Regions from separate parts of the Mus musculus genome. Here region 2 is linked to region 1. The links are chromatin contacts, called in public HiChIP or PLAC-seq maps. All regions are on one chromosome and are shown on one strand. The core of a region is the stretch at or near the end of the contact, and the rest is flanking DNA. Distances in the headings are between cores, read along the strand shown. Region 1 holds the start of Usp29 (ubiquitin specific peptidase 29). Region 2 overlaps Usp29 (ubiquitin specific peptidase 29).

Region 1 (4,540 bases), core at 798-3,297:
AAGCTAAGATAGGGGAAGAGGCCACGCATGTAGAGAACCATACAGTGTCACCTGAGATGAGAGACAATAGACAGGTTGTTGTTACTGTTGCATTTCAGATGTTCAATCTCATTGCCAGCTTAAGCATCAAGAGAGTTGGTGAAATTGTCATACAATTCCAGGGAAATGAAAGAGAAGTCTTCATGACACGTATATGAGCCAAAGACATGTAGTGAGGCTGTGGAGTGGGTGAAAAGAGACTGTGTACAGTTTGGAGCGATAGTAAGCATGGAAAATACTGAGGCAAAGGGGAGATCTTATCTCTGCGGGAGCTCTTACAGCCTACTGACTTCCCAGAGAGCTGATGAGCCAGGACCTAGAGATAAACTGGTTTTGCAAATAGAGAGGGTCCAGTCCTTTTGAGTATGTTAAATTAACACCCCCCAAAGACTTTAACAAGATTTTGGGGGGGGGGTGCCTCCAAAATCAATCACTGTGGGGGTCCTAAGCATAGGCATTGTTTAAACAGCTCTCCCGGGGAGCAGAATGAATAGTCAAAGACCTAAGCATAGTGTTACATTCACTTGCGCGGTATGCCTTGTTCATTCATGTTTTATGCTTATGAATCTGTGTGAGGTGAGAAACCCCATCTCAGGACTGGGGAATTAAAACTGCATACCCTATCCATAAACCCACCACTTCACTATCATCTAGCAAGCAAGCAAGCAAGCAAGCAAGCACGGCTAAGTCTTTCAGTATAAATATAAAACTGAATCCGAGGTATCAGATTAGCTATGCTCTTAGGTAAAATCGCTTTTAACCCATGGACCACGGTCTTGCATTTTTTCCTTTAAAATTAAAACAGTGCATTTTACGTGTCTAATAAAAAATACAACCCGGAGTTTTAGCAGACACACAAAAATACAATTTGTGGATTTACTGGAATTCAAATCTGTTCTGCAGAGTACATTCTTAGTCATAAGAAAAGATGCTCCGTAAATACCCCTGTAATTAGTCTTTCACACACCTGTGCTTATTCCCTTAAATTTCTTGGCAGTGAAATGGTTCCATCAATAGTACATTAACAAACTTTTAATAATTCATCGATTTTACTGCCAGGGAAGAAATACCATTTATCTGCCAAGGAAATTCATGGGCACAGAGAATAAAGCCAAAATCATCTTTCTGTAGTCTGTTCTCCCCTCCCCCATTCCTTTTCCTAGAGGTAACCAGTTAAAAATTTTTTTTTTGCAAATTGTTCCAGAAGCTTTGCCCACATTTGTATATTTTTTAACAAAGAAATAAATGAGAGAGAAAGAAAGAGAGAAAGAAAAAAAAAACCACTTACCATTTCGTTTCTACAAACTTCGGCAACGGGTTTTATTTCATTGGGATCTATTCCGATCCAGGTCCTTTATGGCAGCGATACCTCCGTTATTTTTCCTGGTGACATAGGAATGTCTTCTATCAGAGGCAGGCTTGGTAATCTACCTGCTTGCTCTCCTCGCAATTTCTTGCTATTCTATGCAGTGGATTCACGCAATGATGGTTGACCACATGCGATTCAGCGCGCTGCCATAAACCGCCTTCACCCGGTATCTCAGGTTGGCGTTTCGCTATGCAGACAGTCAGGTCAAGATTCTTCCAGCCATTTGCATTGTCCTGTGACTTGCGGTCTCTTTTGCCCCCTTTTTTGCTTTGCTTTTGTCCTTCCCTTGTTGGTTTCCAATAGCTCTTCGTTTATTAAGGAAATTAGCTTAGTGCTTGGGTGTTGCAGGCAGAAAAGTCCTTTCTTCCACCTTTATCGTTCGTGGTTAGACCTCAACGTATGTGTTTCTGTCTCGATTTTTCATGGTTTTTCTTTTTTCCCGATTTTAGACAAATATATGCTTGTCGTTTTTCCCTCTCTCTCTTCTCAGGTTTTGCATTGGGGCATCATTAGTAGGTATTTCTGATTCACCCCGATTTCTTTTGGGGGGGCTGCATCCCTTCACACCCACATCCCATCCCCCTTTTCCAGACTCTGCTTGGGGGCCCCTAACACTGACTCCGTTGACGTCAACTCCGTGCCTTGGCGCCAAGCTGTTGCCTTGACAACAGCAGTCTGATTGGCAGGGTGTGGGAGGCGTGGTGAGGGCCCAAAGCGGGGAATGGGGTCTTGGATTGGTTAGAGAGGAAGCTCCGCCTCTGCAGAGGACCCTGACAAGGAGGTGTCCCGCAGCCCTTGCTGCAGACGCTGGGGAGTCAGGAGTCGCGGGAGGACGAGCATCGGAGGAGAAGCGGAGAGATGTCCACCCTGGGCTGGTGGCGCCGCCGGGCGCCCGGTTCAGTGTGGGTGCACTAGACTGCCGACCCTGGTCGGGGTGTGTGCGTAGAGTGCTGTGCTCCGGGAGGTGAGTCAGCCGGCCACCTGGCTGCTCTGCAGCATGCACCCTCTTAGATACCGTCTGCAGAGTTCAGATGGTGTTTGGGGTGCGTTGCCGCGGGCCAGGGGCGGCAGACCATATCACGGCTCCCAAGGGTAACTGACAAGGCTGCAGACTGCGCCTTCGGGAAGGGGGAATCACCACGGAGCGGCCGTGTTGCCGCAGGGATGCCATTTAGGTGACAGGGATTTAAAGAGGTATTCTATAGGTCCAGGCCTCGGAGCCTCAGGGTCCCGCGATCTTAGGGTCTTAGGGCTTTAGGTGTGAACCACCCAGAATCCCGGGAGAATCCAGGCTCCCTGTCTCATCTGCGTGGCCAGCCACGCAGATGATGCAGAAGTCCTGTTACAAGACCACCACAGTGGACATCAGAGTGCCGTCTCTGAGCAACCTCTTCTGTGGTTTCATTTTCTTTGCTCAGCAAAGTCTAAGGGCTATGCGGTTAACCCGATCGCCAGGTCGTCTGGCTGGCAGGGTCTTCGCAATCTAGCCATCTACCGCTAAGCGCGGCACTGTTCTTGGGGGCGGGTCTTGTTTTGCCGCAGTGGCGGTGGGCGGGGCTGAGGGCAGCTTAGGGGCGGGACTAAAGCAGAAGCTGTGAGATACTTTTCGGCTCCACCCAGTTGGCGCCATCTTGGAGGGTGGAGACAGGTTTGCTGCACAGGCTTATCCTGATTGGCTGCCTATGGTGGGGGCGGGGCCATGGCGGACTCAGCAGGCCCAGCCCGCTTGGCGCCATCTTGAAATGACCGCGGATTTGCCGCGCAGGCGCCGCTTTAGCATCAGATAAAGAGACTAAAAGGCCGAAGTGGCTTGAGTCTATGGGGTGCTAGCTCCTCTGGCTCTTCCTTTGCTAGTTGGCAGTAAAGATGCACCCCAGTTGTCGGCTTATCTGACTGGCCGAGTGGCCTAGACCCTCACTCAGTCTTAGTTTGCCGCACGAATGCTGCCATCTCGCGGCCTTCCATTTAAAGGATGGAACGGCAGGCTCAAACAATCCATTTTTCTGTGGCTAGATTTTGGTTGCAGAGCCTCAAATTGACATCAAGTGACGGGTCTTTTGACCCTGGACTGTATCTGGCTCCATTTATGAGGAGCACTGTGGGGTTTATGAAGAGTTAAAAAGTGTCGCCCGGTTGTCTGGAGGGAGAGGCTATCGTCCTGAGTGACTGACAGACAACAGGACCTTGTTCACCTTTGCTGGTTATACCCGCGCCACAGACAGAAACTGTAATAGGTGCCATCATGAGTGACAGCCCAGATGGCTGCAGGAGGTGGGCTTTAGGGAGGGGTTATTATTCTGAATGACAAGGCCTCATAGCTCCGCCCATCCTGGCGCCATCTTTCCTGGCCAAGGGCGGGGCTTCGATGCTCTGCAGGTATCTTGAATGACAGCTGGACGGGCATGCTGCATAGAGGCGGGCTATAAGGAGGGGCTTTATAATCCTGAGTCACCACAAAGCCCCACCTACCCTGACGCCATCTTTGCTGGCTGATGGTGAAGAAGGGAGTGGCAGGGCGGGGCTATGAAGAGTGGCTGCTGATATAGTGAGGCACAATCTTGAATGACAGCCCATCCGGCTTCAGGGGGTGGGCCTGAGGGTGGGGCTCAGGCCTTGATTGACGTGGCCACACAGCTTTATGGGCCTGTGAAGTTCTCAGCGGGTGTCATCTTGAGTGACAGCTGGATGTGTTTGCGGCAAGAGGCGGGTCAGGAGGAGGGGCTCTCTGGTCTTGAGTGCTCACAGAGCCCCGCCCAATTTGGCGCCATCTTTGCCAGCAATAGCTGGCCGCGCTAACCTTTATGGTGCAGACGCCATCTTGAATGACAGGCTGGCTGGGGGTGGGATCTGAGGGAGGAGCTTTCTTGTCATGATTGATTGGAAACCAGTTCCACCCACCTTGGCGTCATCTGTTTGCCATACATGGTGTGTCTGAAGTGATCACTGAAGGTGCCATTTTGATTGACAGCTGGACTGGCTGGCTGCAAGAGGCAGGCTAGAGAGAGGATTTATGGTCCTGAGTGCTAAGCTGTCTTGCAAGGGGCAAGCCCTAGGAAGGGGTTATTATCCTGACTGATGGTACAACTCACCCCTGTCTATCCTTAGCGTCACCACTGTTGGCCATGGGGAGGC
Region 2 (4,540 bases), core at 1,304-3,803, 160 kb before region 1:
GATGTAGCATGTGAACACATGTGGTATGGTCTGTGTGTGTGTGTGTGTGTGGTATAGTATAGTATGTATGCATATATAGTATGGTGTTTGTGTGTGTGCATGTGTGAGTGCAGGTGCCCCTTCAGAGTCCAGAAAGAGGGTGTCCAGTCACCTGGAGCTAGAATTGCATGCATAAATGAGCCACTAGACATGGGTACTGGGGACAGAACTCAGGTCCTCTGAACTGTCTCTTCAAGATTCAATTAATTCATTTTTAATTACTAGCTATCAAATAATTTCTCCCCCCCCCCAACTTAGTGGCTTCAAATAATAGCTTTCCAGTGGGCCAAAAGTGAGGGTATGACTTAGCCGAGTTCTTTGCTCCAGGTCTCACAAGACTAGAATCTAGGGGCCAGTATGTCTGGGTTCTCAACTAGGGAAGGATCTCTGGCCAGGCTGCCTGGGGTTGCTGGCAGATTCTATTTCCTTGCAGCTGTGGGAAGTGGAGGTCCCTTCCTCGACTCCTGTTGGAAATTTGCCTTACGTTTTGAAGACCACCTGCATTTCCTGGCCAGTCAAGCTTTCCCAGTACAACTCCTTCATCAAGTCAGCAAAGAGAATCTAGAATGCATTGCTGGCTTGGCAGGGCCTTATTATTGCCACATATTTATAAATGACCTCCTATCTCCTTTGTTGCACTCCACAGGTTAGAAGCCCCAACCTCCATACTCAGGGGAAAGGAATAGTGCAGCGACATGAACTTTGGGAGCTGGTGGACAATGAAGACATCTTCTACTTCCAATGCTGCCCTTCCATATTGAGAAATAGTCTTCAGTTAGCCAAACTCTGGTCAGGGTCCTGAACCTTGTCCTGTACCAATGTGTATACTTCCTTATAAAATTCAGTTGCTTTCTTTTTCCTTTCCCATGTGTGTTGCATGCATGAGGGAGCATGTATGTGCATGTGGAGACATGGGGGTTATGTTGGAAATCATGTGGTCACTCTGTTTTTTACCTTATTCACTGAGGCATGGTCTCTCAAGCAAACTCAGATCTCACCTGTGTGACCTGTTTTGCTAGCCAGTTTGTGTTGGATGTCCATCCTCCACCAACTAAGGCTAGAATCACAGGCAGTGGCCCACATTCACCAGACACTTTGCATGAGTTTGGGGAGTTCCAAATTCAGGTCTTCAAACTTCTGTAGCAAATGCTTTAATCACCGAGCAATCTACTCAGCCTCTTCACAATTTTTTAAAAAATATAATATCTTGTATATGTCAGGTAGGCCTCAAACTAGCTATGCAGTTGAGTATGAATTTAAATTTCCATACCCTCTCCTTCACTTCCCAGGTACTGGGATTATAGTTATGCACCACCACACTTGGCTTATGCAGCTTTGAGGATGGAACCTGGGACTTTCTTCATGTTAGACAGGAATGCTACCAACTTAGACTCATCCCCCTTACCCCTAGTCCCCAACTGGGTTTCAGTAAGAACCTGTTGGGTCTGTTTCTTAAGAGATGAAAGTGCAGGCAGCCCAAGGGTATTAAAGCATAGCCAGAGGTAGCTGGTCACAACAGAGGGCTATAATTTAAAGGCTTGGTAGTCTTGAGATATGATCAGTCTCTCATCAGGTACCCTTCTGCCATCCCCAAGTGACAGTGGGGGCTGTTCCCTGTACCTGGTGATTTCTCTTATCAGTTTTCTGTCCACTGATTGCACCACACTCTGATCCTTGGCTCTAAATCTCTCACACGTCTATGTTGCATTGAGCTCAATATGTCTCTTGACTGTACAGTCCCATTGTCTGTACCACTGAGATGGTTCAAAATGGAGTCTCTCTTGTATTTTAATAAGTATCACTGGACAGTTGTTCCTTAACAACACACCTCCCAAAATTCATTTGTCGTGTGTGTGTGTGTGTGTGTGTGTGTGTGTGTGTGTGTGTGTTGGGGAGAAGGGAGTAAAGGAAAGCCTTGTGTGTTATCCTCAGGAATGCTGTTCACTATCTTTGAGACAAGATCTCCTGTAGACCTACAGATCATTAACTAGGCTCCATTGGCTGGACAGTGAGCCGCTGGAACCCTCCTGTCTCTCTCTTCCCAGTGCTGGGATTAGAAGCATGTGCTGTCAAAGCTGGTTTTTTAACATGGGCTCTGAAGACTGAGTTCAAGTCCTGGTGCTCACAAAACAAGTGTTTTACCAACAGAGCCACCCTCCCAGCTTGCATTGGTCAAGGTTTGAAATAAAGGTACCAGTGGGAGAAACTTTTTGACACACAATCTAGAGTATCCAAGAACACAATATTAATGTCAAGACAGGATCCAATTGCAAAATCCAGGCCGGGCTCCCAGGACTCACTGTGGGTGGAATCCTATGGGAGGTGAGCTAAAGGTTCACCTGAGGTCCAGGAAGTAACTGAATTTCCACAGGACTCAGGGGGTCAGCAGCTTCTTGGAACCAGCTCCCCATGGCCAGCAGAGTATTGAAACCGCAGCTGTCTGCTCGGCACGCCGTGTCCCTAGATGCAGCCGATAGCCAGCTTTTCTTTAATTTCCTGGGGCTGGCTGCCTTTTCTCTCCCTTGTCTGACACAATGCATTCCTGTCCTATGTGTTTGTGAGGAGCTCAGTACACAGCTGGCTCTAGTGTGAGCACGTTTCACATTTCCACACCATGATGCCAAACTTCCTTTCTGATATGCTTGTGGGAGAAATTCCTATTGTACAGCACGGCTTTGCTCAATCTCAACATGGCTGGCATTTGGGCCTTCATAATTCTTTGTCATAAAGGCAACTGGTTGTCCTGGGCACTACATCTCAGAGTGATATTTCTGGCCTCTGCTCACTAGGAGTACCTGGAACATATCACCTCTTCCTTTGTGATAACCCAAAATGTCTTCAGGCATTGTCAAATGTTCCTGAGTGATTAAAATCACCCTAAGTTAGTTGTGTAGCTTCTGGCAAGTTGACTATGCTCCTGGAATGAACCCCTCACCTGGCTCCTGTAAGCAGCCCTTAATGAAACACACTGCGTGCTGGTAACTGACTCAGGAGACAAAAGTGCTTGCTGCCTGAGTTTGATCCTAGGAACTTACATGGTGGAAGGATAGAACTGACTCCTGTAAGCTGTCCTCTGTTCACACGTGTACTATGGCATGTGAATGCTCACACACAAAAAAATCAAATCAAATCAAAATAAATGTAATAAAAAGGACATAGAAACCATCCTAGATCAAGAAAGGTAACTGTAGTGTAGAAAACACATAATCTTACAGTTTTTATTTTGCATTAGTTTCCATTTTTAAAAATTTAATTCTTTATTATTTTTTCACATTTCAACACACACACACACACACACACACACACACAGCAGAATGTGGCATCTGAGCTGGGGTAGTCCAGGACACAGCCTGAATTCCTGTGGTCCTTGAGGCCTGTGTTCACAGGATTCTTTGCTGCTGGGGCCAGGTCCTCCCATAGACCAAATCCTTACTCTGAGAAGATGAAGATGAAGCACACAGAGTACCATATTCTCCCCAATAATCCTTTCTTCCTCCCTTTACCTGAAATTCTATCATTTCCACCACAACCTAGTTTCACTTTGAATGCTGAGCTTGTCCCAGCCCTTAAGTCTTTCTAAGCCACCACAATAATGGAATAGAACTAAAATACCCTTATCAGTGCTAACTGATTCTGAGAACATCCCAAGACCATTACTTTTGCATACTTATTGCTAAGCTTATCCCTTCTGCTACATAGTAGATGGGAAAGAAATGCAAGCATGTGGGTGTATACACACACACATACACACACAGCACACGTGTGTGTTATGAATTTGAAGCAATTAGCTTCAAGACAAGTCCTATTGCTTAGCTCTCCCTTACATCTTTCAGAGAAAAGCCAGGCAACATCCATTGTTTTGGATCATGGTAAAGAGTAGCATTTTTTAAAAAACATGTGTAGTATGTATTCATGTGTGCACACGTATGTTTGAGTATGTGTGGCTCCACATGTGTGCAAGTATATGGAAGTTTTAGGTTGATGTTTGTTGAGAATCATCCATAGCTGCTTTCCCACCTTATTTTTGGAGGCTGGGTCTCTCAATCAAACACAGAGCTTGTTAATAGGGCTAGTTCTCCTGTCAGTTCCCTCCGAGGATCCCTTGAAACTGTCTGAGGCTAGAATTTCAGGGAGGCAGCCATGACCATCTGCTGTTTTCATGGGTTCTGGGGATCTGAACTTTGGCCCTCATGTTGTCTCAGTAAGTGATTAACTATTGGACCATCTTCTCAGTTCAGGAAAGGAGTTTTATTCCAAGCTTCCGGAACTCAAGGAAAGATGAAGGAGGGGGAGGGAGAGGAGGAAGAAGACGAGGAGGAAGAAGAGGTAAAGGTGAAGACTTGGATTTTTATTTTGATGCTGAAGAAGTGTCAAAAGCTTGTGCAGTAATCGAGGCAGAAAATGTGGATCATCTATGCTATCGGAGTGCTGTTTGGAAAGGTGGCAGTAGCCTGTGGTGGGGTGTTTGGACAGTAGTAATATATTTACACACCTGGTGATG

Evidence for each region. HiChIP or PLAC-seq counts read pairs in DNA pulled down with a chosen protein or histone mark.
Region 2: a contact with region 1 is called in an H3K27ac HiChIP or PLAC-seq map of extraembryonic endoderm stem cells. The contact joins the enhancer-like site here to the promoter of Usp29 in region 1. A contact is called at or near these places in 1 of 39 promoter capture datasets (the 3T3-L1 cell line), 1 of 484 Hi-C or Micro-C datasets (nephron progenitors), 14 of 115 datasets of contacts at active chromatin or transcription factors (a beta-TC-6 cell line, embryonic forebrain, embryonic hindbrain and 9 more) and 3 of 9 other capture datasets (adipose tissue, embryonic stem cells and pancreatic islet).

The regions. Positions count from the first base shown.
Region 1 is chr7:6,728,090-6,732,629 of GRCm38.p6, reverse strand. Usp29 (ubiquitin specific peptidase 29) reads right to left here and starts at 2,047. Exons shown (of 8, transcript NM_001360502.1): 1 at 1,328-2,047. It overlaps Peg3 (paternally expressed 3), which reads left to right and starts at 2,211. Exons shown (of 9, transcript NM_008817.2): 1 at 2,211-2,372.
Region 2 is chr7:6,883,629-6,888,168 of GRCm38.p6, reverse strand. The region is part of intron 2 of Usp29 (ubiquitin specific peptidase 29); the gene reads right to left. Among named protein-coding and RNA genes, the nearest start is that of Mir3099, 82 kb to the right of the region's middle. Within about 2 kb of position 2,553, at least 13 of the 459 cell types and tissues checked have an H3K27ac peak or open chromatin away from gene starts, as enhancers often do. A contact at or near this core is called in extraembryonic endoderm stem cells, where this site is marked.